3 separate regions of the Mus musculus genome follow, and regions 1 and 2 are each linked to region 3. Evidence: chromatin contacts called from public HiChIP or PLAC-seq and promoter capture Hi-C data. All regions are on one chromosome and are shown on one strand. Each heading gives the region's core, a stretch centred on a gene start, on an enhancer-like site or on the middle of the called end of the contact. The rest is flanking DNA. Distances are from core to core; before and after follow the strand shown.

Region 1 (2,724 bases), core at 28-2,527, 270 kb after region 3:
CACTGTACCTAAGGGTTCTAGCTTCGTTTTTTTGTTTGTTTTTCGAGACAGGGTTTCTCTGTATAGCCCTGGCTGTCCTGGAACTCACTCTATAGACCAGGCTGGCCTCGAACTCAGAAATCTGCCTGCCTCTGCCTTCCAAGTGCTGGGATTAAAGGCGTGGACCACCACCACCCGGCTTGGGTTCTAGCTTTGTAATGCTGGTCATATCCACACTAATCTCCCACTTATCTGTCTTGCAAGCAGCCATACACCAAACTCATGGGACCTACTCTGCTCTGATAAGCTGGTCACAAGGCATTCCTTATTCCAGAAAGATTGTGTTTGGCAGACAGGCCTAGAAGATTGCAAACAGGTTGATCCTGGAGCCAACCCCAGGCTCTCTGGTGCCACTTTCTACCTTCCTGCTGGTCAGGGCTCAGCCAGGCAATCTGCTGTTTATGTCCTAAGCCACAGAGGAAGAAGGACCCTGGGAGAGACTCAGGGACTCTGGCCTGGGAATGACATGTTGGGCAGATAAAGCTACACTGTGAAACTCTTTATCTAAAACAATAATTAACTAAAAGGTATTAATGTTAGGTCATCTCTCCTGCCTCTATTACTTGTTCATTTATTTTCTTCATCTTTTGTTTTTGTTTTTTAAAGACAGGATCTGTCCTGGAACTCCCAGTGATTTGCCTGCCTCTGCCTCCCAAGTGCTGGGGTTAAAGGCCCTCGCCCCAACCATCTTGAACTTTTGTTCTCTTGTATCCACCCCCAGAGTGCAGGCATGACCAGCTTGTGCCATGAGGAATGCTATGTATGGAATCCAGGTTCTCCTGGGTGCTAGGAAAACACTCCATGAACAGCCCCAGCCCCAGACTTATTCAGAAGTTCACATATCTGTTTCACCCATGTACAGATGAGGAGAATGAGGGCCTGAGTGGACCTAAAACTTCAGACTACAGTCACTTTCCAAGCAGTAAAAGTGATTGTTCACCAGCAACATGGGACTTTACAGAAGTATGATGGCAGATGCTCTTTGAGTGACTAATGGCCATAGAGTCTCCTTCTGCCTCAAGTCTTCTCTCTGCTGATGTCTCAAAGTGTCACAAAGGGGCCGAGTTCAGTGCCATCCCAGGATCTCAAACCACAGTATTCTACTCGCTGCAGCACACATAAGAAAACCCCCTAGACTCAGCAAGGCCTTGTGAAGCAGCCACGCGCACGGCCTTAAGGGAAATGTAGTCGCATCGCGCAGGCCCCGCCCATGGAACTACGCTCCCGTGGTGCCCCGCGGTGGCAGGCGTGGCGGCCCGGTTGCTAGGACTTGGATAAGCGTGGCGTTCGCTCGGGTGTCCCTCAGGTGAGCAGCCGCCGTAGGGGTTCGGCTTTCGCCGTTCCGAATCCGCCATGGGGCACCGGAGATGGTGACAAGGCAAGGGCGGTGGACAGGGAAAGAAGGCCTTATCGGGACAGACCGCGTAGCCTGAGAGGGTTGTGCGCGTCCCGGGAGGCGGTGGGAGTACGCGTGCGCGAGTAGTCAACGCTAGTACGCGTGTGCACAGGGCTTTTCGCCCACCGCGCCCTATGCCGTTGGTTTGCGGCGCACGCGTGTACCCTACTTCTGATTCCGGAAACCCTGTGATTTCCAGCTGCTTCCGGTTGTATGTTCCGGGTCATCACAGTCCCCTGCCTCAGGGTTATCTTATCCACCATCCTTACAGCAGGTGTGCAGTTTCCCTTTAAGCTCTTGTACCCTATGGGGTTTCTTGGGGTATCTTGGTGGTACCAGGGATCGAATCCTGGACTTTGGTTATATTAGACTGGCACTGGACTACTGATCCCCTTCCCCTCCCTTCAGAAGTGGATTCCAGGAGCTTTCGCTAATCTTTGTACCCAGCCCTTAAATGGATGATTCCAGGCAGGGACTCTACCCCTGCGCCACACCCCATCCCCTCACAAGGGGCCCTAACCTAAGCTTCAGTCCCTCACTGGTGGACATAGGTAGGCTCAGCACTGCTGAGCTCTACCCCGAGCCCACTTCATTTTTTTTATTTTGGAAGTTTCCTGTACCGCTGAAGCTGGCCCCGAACTCCCATCTAGTGGCTTATTGAGTGACTTGTATTTCAGGCCTGAGCTTCCAGACCTGATCCTTGTAGTCTGTCCAGCCACGGTCCCATTCTTTTGGACCCTATACCCAGGACCCAAGGCCCATTGTTTGCCTGCAGTTGTTGAATGCAGAGGGCGTGTGGTTCCTCAGAGGTGGGAAGTGTCTGCTGGACCGCAGGTCCTTGTCTGTGGTACAAGGAGCCCCTTTCAAACCTGTTCCCATGCTGGTGTACAGTGGGCACCTGTCACCTAAAACAAGGGAATAACAGGCCACAATTGCAATGAACATGAAGGGCCCCTTTGGCCAAGCATTGGCTACCATCCTATAGCTATTAAACTCCTCTCCAGAGGCCCATAAGCCCAGGCTGTCATCTGTCCCCAAGGCATCCATCTTTCTGTGTCCCTTGTTGTCTAGTCTTGAGGGGACAAACAAAGCTGTGTCTTCTGCCCTGGAGACAGTGGCGCTTTGTAGCCCAGTCAGGCGCTGTGCGTTGTAGGCGTGGTGTATGCCCTGGGGAAGCCAGATGTCACCACGCCCTTCATGGGCTCTGCCTGCCATGGGGCCTTTGCAGGGGCAGCCATGGTGACACCAGGATCTCAGACACCCTTGGTGCTGTTCTCCCTTCTTAGTCT
Region 2 (2,700 bases), core at 4-2,503, 510 kb before region 3:
GTCACCCCTTGGTGAGAGACAGGCCAGCCCATATCAGCCCCTCTAAGAATGGGGACCCCTCAGTCCAGGTCACAGCAGGTTTACACAGGCGGCTTATGCCCACCGTGGTCCCAGCCTGGTGTCCCCTTGCCGCCCCAGGCCAGCCTGTCTGTGCCTTATCGTTACTTTTGGGGAGTCTTCGAGGGGACCAGAAAGGGTCTCCCTGGCCAAGGCGCCAGCGACCTAATGTGGGCAGGTGGAGTGAGGCCACAGTTCTTTGGGGACTCAAAGTCTTGAAGTTCTAGGGAGGAGGATGGGCACCTGTGGATCCCCTCCCATAGGTAGCAGAGCTCAAAGCAGGGGAAACTCTTCACCGGGGATAGAACAATCACCCGCAGGATGGAGTCATTGTTGGCCAGCCAAGCCACTCCCTGTCCTGAGTCCCACCCCCACCCCCACCATGCACACACTGGGCCCTTCTTCCTGGTGCTAATTTTGGGAGCTTTGGGGTCACCTCTGCCCTCTTCTCTAGTTGGTTTGGACCAGGGTCCTGGGTTTCCCACATACCCCCATACCCTAGAAGTCAGTGGGTATGTCTGCCAGCGCCACAAAACCTAGCATATCCAGGCAGGTTTAGGCTGCTCCACACACACTTTGGGTGGGAGTAAGGGACCCCCCCCCATCTGCCACCTGGCCTGACGGGAGCCTGGCAGAGGGTCACCAACCTTCGGGCAGGCAGCAGTAGCCACTTTGGTCCCCAGAGGCACAACCCTGCACACAGGAGCTGACTCAACTTCAAAGGACCACGCCTGGTCTAGGTCCCTTTCCTTGGGACCCCAGCCTGGTGTGCAGCAGGGTGCAGGGCCTCCTGCGGGCCCCGTCACTACCCGCAGCTACAGTAGGGGCTCAAGCAGAGGCCACGGGGTCTGTGTCCTGTCCTTCCCGTGGCCTGGAGGAGAGGCGCACTTTCCTGAGGGTGAGCTATGGCCGTGGTCATGGCACCCCCGTCTTCCTCCTCCTTTGAGTCTGCCTGAGTTCCTCAAGCCCTGAGCCTCGGCTGAAGTGCCCTTGCTGCCCCCTTCTGCTTTTGACGTGTGGCAAGGCCCCGCCCTTCACCCCCATGTTCTTGACTTTCCCAGAGAAACAAATTAAAAAAAAAAAAAAAAAAAGTGTGTAGAGCCAGGTTGCTGAAGTTCTTGGGTTTCACCTGGGCGGGAAGGGGTGCGGCCTCCTAGTGGTGGAGCCATAAAAAGGCTGGGTCCTGTAGAGCACAGGAGAAACTTCTCCCCTGCGGCTGCTGCAGCCCTCACTGGGCATTTTCGCCAGGACTCTGCGGCACCTGGTCAGGTAAGCGACAGCTGTGGCCAGCCACCCCCACGGGCCTCGGTCTCCACATCTTCCACACCCATGTCCTTGGGCTGTGATGTTGAGAGTAGAGAGGTCCTCACAGATAGCCCACAAGTTCTGAGCCAGGTTCTGCATAGTAGAGGAGTACCCCCCTTTTTTTTCATGTTTTTTTTTTTTGGAGAATTTTTTTTCCTTTGGCCTCAGTTGCCCTATCTGTATAAAATAGATGTCTAGGAGTCCTGTGTTCCCAACACACTGGGTATTCCAGACTTGAGTAAAAGGCCTATAACCAAGCTGACCTCAAACTCTTTAAGTAATCCTCCTGCATTAGTTTCCTGAGTACTGAGATGTCAGGTGTGTGGGCTCAATCAGAGGCCCTTTCAGGACTCAGTTTCCCCATGAAAGGTGGTTGGTATGGTGGAGTACCTACGATGTACGGAGGGAGGTGCTAATTCAAATCCATCCGACCTGTGGGACTGGATATGCACTGCACTTCAATGCCCACTTCTGCTAAATAGGGATGAAGGGGCCCAAGGGGGCTTTGGGAAAACTGCTGTCTCAACCCTGGCTTTGACTGTCTCCTCGATGGTAGGTGATGGGCACCACATCTGTCAAGGGCCCCTGGAGTCCAGCTGGGGGACCACGGACTGGAGGGAAGAAGGGAAGACAAGAGATTCAGAGGGACCTCACAAGCCCGCCCACGGGAGGCCAGGAACCCCAGCACTATGCCCAGGCCCCACACACAGGCCGTGGGCTGCCAGAGGGGTATGGTGGGGTCTGACCTGTTCGGTCCGTGTTCCTGGGCGTTTTACATGATTACCTTTGAGTTTTTGAGAGAGGTCTCACTCTGTAGCCAAAGTTGACCTCAAACGAATAGCAATCCCACTGCCTCAGCCTCCTGAGTACTGGGGTGTAGGCCTCTTTCTCTGTACCTGGCTTCGCGCTGGGTGTTTCTGAAGGCGTCATCGTTTCATATGAAATTTTCTGTGAATGTGACAGGGAGAATTCCCATTTCCTGGATGAGTAAGGGAGGGTCAGAGGGTTGGGGAGGAACCAGCCGGAAGCCCCACAGACCCCCTTCTAGAGAGCAGCAATTCGAGACCCAGGCCCTGAGTTTCCTAATCCTGCCGTGGTATCTGCTAGTCTGGAAACATCGTGCACATCTGTCCTTCAGCCTGCCTGGATCAAATAGGGCATTGATCGAAAGAAGAGACAGAGATTCAAAGGGGTCCCACAAGCTAGCCCAGGCTTGGGATTCAGTCTCCTCGTTCCGCAGGGATGCACCCCGCCTCAGTCAGCAGGACTTGGGAAGGTGGGAAGCCGGGAAACCAGGCAGAGGCTCAGTTCCGGCTTTGTAGGGCCAAGGCCTGCAGC
Region 3 (2,700 bases), core at 111-2,610:
CAAGGGTTTATCTGAGTCCCCCTGGATATTAAGTTGTGTTACATATGCGCCTAGCTCACACATGGCTTCCCCAACTAGGCCCCACTTCACACAGGCCACTCATAGCAGGAACGGTGACAGAAGGCTACTGGTTGGGACACAGCATCCACGAGCACTCTCACCTTGGGATCTTTCTTCAGTCGTAGACGATGGCCCCAGTGTGGAGTCAGGGACTGCTGGGCCACACCCCGGTGCCGCAGATGGAAATACTGGTCGTCAGGGAAGATCTGGGAATGCGACGGACAACAGGGGCATAGCTGGGACCCTGCTCCTTTGATAGGATCTCCACGACTTTATACACCTCAGCCAGGGGTCCATATGACAGCCACAGAATCCCAAATTGAACATGGAGGGGCACACAGATACATATTTGGGGAGGTCTTGGGGACACCCTCCCATTTGTCCAGATCTGAGGTTGTCCAGACCCACACCCCACGTCCCACCCACCTGTCCCAGGTTGACGAAGCCAAATTTACGGGCCAGGCGCTCAGCTTCCTGGTAACCTTTGGTCACCCGCACTGCCCAGCTGCTGACATAGATGGGGGCCTGGGCTGAGGCCCACCTCACAGCCAGGAGGGCCAAAGTCAAAGTCAGACCCAGCCACAGCTCTGTCTGGGAGGGCCGCATAGCGGGGGGCGGGGCGGGGGCGGGGCTTCAGGAAGCACTCCCAGCCTGGACACCATAGCAACGCGAAGCTGTCAACTCCCAAGGGGCCTTGCGCTTCCTTCCTCCCCCACCCCCTCCCCACCTGGGAGGGGTGGGAATATTCCACTAGGAGTGACACATTCATAGGGACCTAAGCCTTCGGGAACCTCACTTTCTCCACCTATACAAGGACAACCCCTCCATCTGCCCTTAGGAGCAGGTTCAAGGTAACAGGTGCCTTCAACCTTTATTTGGCCCCGCCCACTTTTCTCCACGCCCCCTCCTTCGTGATCAGCTTCGTTTTTCCAGTGTAGTCCCGCCTCCTTTCTGGTCTGTCCAATCAGCGCTGATCTTTACCAGGCTCCGCCCATCTGTTCCTCAACTAGCTCCACCCACGTCAATCGCTCTCCGTCAATAATCTACCGCTTGTCCAATCACTATCGTGCCACACCCTCTTGACCAATCAACACGCCATCACCCTGGGGCCCCGCCCCCTCGGGACTCCTCGCTGCCGCCCCGGCCCTCACCCTGGCCAGAGGGCCATGCGGCCGGGGAGACGGGGCAGGCCCCACCTCCTTTGTCCGCCCTGCCCTCCCATTGGCCAGAGCCGGGGGGCGGGGGCGGAGCCAGGGTCCGGGGCCGAAAGCACTGGGCCGGGGGCGGGGCCGGGCGGTGGGCGGGTGGTGAAAGTGCGCTCTCGGCGGCGCCGGTGCGCGAGGTTGCGGGCGTGCTTCAGTGGCCTGCCCCGCGCCCGCCGCTGCCATGGACGGTCTGCGCCAGCGCTTCGAACGTTTTCTGGAACAGAAGAACGTGGCCACCGAAGCGCTCGGGGCGCTCGAAGCAAGGACCGGTGTAGAGAAGCGGTATCTCGCCGCGGGTGAGCCTGGAGAGGGGTGCATGTCACTTGGTTCCCAACGGGCACCATGAGGTCCTGGGTCCCATCACTGGAAAGGACTCATGTCATGGGTTCTAGACGAGCTCCAGGAGGCCCTGGGAATGCAGGCTTGGCTCCCGGGTCCTATCCCTGTATAAGTTGCAGGACCCAAGTTCTGACTGGGCATCTTGAAGTTTGGGTGCCCTCACCCTGGAAGGAGTTTACATCTTAGGTTTTCTACGGGGTTTGGGAGGTCCTGAGAGTTCATTCCTAGCTGCAGCATCCCATCTCTAAGATGGACCCTTATACCAGGCATCGTGAGGTTCTGGGAACTCTGACCTGGAAGGTGTGCACATCCTAGGTTCCTGAGGGCCTCTACAAGGCCATAAGGACTCAGACCTAGAAGGAGTGCATATCTTGGGTCCCTGATGGGCCTGGGAAAAGACCTCATGAGGTACTAGGCACCCAGACCAGACTGGGAAGAAATGCACAGCTGGGTCCCCAACAGGCAACCAAAATGTCCTAGGTGCCTATCTATGGAAGGGAAATACATTCTGGTTCCCCCAGGGACCCTGTTATTATTTGGGCATTCTGACCTACCTGTAGGGTCTCATCCTGGAATCCCAAGAAGGGGGATTTTCATTTGCCTGCTTCTCTTCCAAGGTCTTTGGAAAAGGGCACCCTAGGGTCCTACTGCAACTCTCCATGTGACCTGCCTCCTCTTGGGGCCCTGGCTGCATGCCAGGCCCCAAGTCTGGTTTCTCTGCAAGTCTGGTTTTTCCAGTGGCCCAGCTGGCCCCTAAGTGGATGGAAAAACAAGGGACAACAACCCCAGCCCTATCAGCCCATTGTGTGTACTCCTTCTCGAATATTCTCATGGAGAAAGTCCCCGTGGATCTCTGAGCCCTCTGAGGCCCAGGCTGGGAGGAGACTGACCCAGCACCCGGACACTAGGCTCTCTCTCTTCCTCCGTGCTTCAGCACAATAGCTTTGAGTCAATATTTGTTGATCTAAGGTAGTGGCTGGGATTTGGGGAGGGACTTGCAGGAAGGGACTATCCATCCAAGCACCTCAGCTGTTTTTAGGTCCATTCTTGTTCTAGACCCCTTCTGCAGTGTGGAAAGGGCCTTGGTGCATCATCT

The links. HiChIP or PLAC-seq counts read pairs in DNA pulled down with a chosen protein or histone mark. Capture Hi-C pulls out chosen DNA fragments and counts their contacts.
Region 1: a contact with region 3 is called in a promoter capture Hi-C map of adipose tissue. The contact joins the promoter of Scamp4 here to the promoter of Reep6 in region 3. A contact is called at or near these places in 2 of 39 promoter capture datasets (the SN4741 cell line and pre-B cells), 2 of 484 Hi-C or Micro-C datasets (liver and stem cell-derived neural progenitor cells), 1 of 115 datasets of contacts at active chromatin or transcription factors (pancreatic cancer cells) and 1 of 9 other capture datasets (adipose tissue).
Region 2: a contact with region 3 is called in a FOXA1 HiChIP or PLAC-seq map of pancreatic cancer cells. The contact joins the promoter of Misp here to the promoter of Reep6 in region 3. A contact is called at or near these places in 1 of 39 promoter capture datasets (pre-B cells) and 1 of 115 datasets of contacts at active chromatin or transcription factors (pancreatic cancer cells).

What each region holds. Positions count from the first base shown.
Region 1 is chr10:80,601,605-80,604,328 of GRCm38.p6, forward strand. It overlaps Scamp4 (secretory carrier membrane protein 4), which reads left to right and starts at 1,278. Exons shown (of 7, transcript NM_019575.4): 1 at 1,278-1,345. Adat3 (adenosine deaminase, tRNA-specific 3) reads left to right here and starts at 1,276. Exons shown (of 2, transcript NM_001100606.1): 1 at 1,276-1,345.
Region 2 is chr10:79,819,768-79,822,467 of GRCm38.p6, forward strand. Misp (mitotic spindle positioning) reads left to right here and starts at 1,254. Exons shown (of 5, transcript NM_030218.2): 1 at 1,254-1,326. Palm (paralemmin) reads left to right here. Exons shown (of 9, transcript NM_023128.4): 9 at 1-1,129.
Region 3 is chr10:80,328,785-80,331,484 of GRCm38.p6, forward strand. It overlaps Reep6 (receptor accessory protein 6), which reads left to right and starts at 1,361. Exons shown (of 5, transcript NM_001204931.1): 1 at 1,361-1,561. The coding sequence starts at 1,447. Pcsk4 (proprotein convertase subtilisin/kexin type 4) reads right to left here and starts at 689. Exons shown (of 15, transcript NM_008793.2): 1 at 487-689; 2 at 162-266. The coding sequence starts at 666. It overlaps Gm51809 (a long non-coding RNA gene), which reads right to left. Exons shown (of 3, transcript XR_003949017.1): 2 at 2,159-2,357; 3 at 1,675-1,708.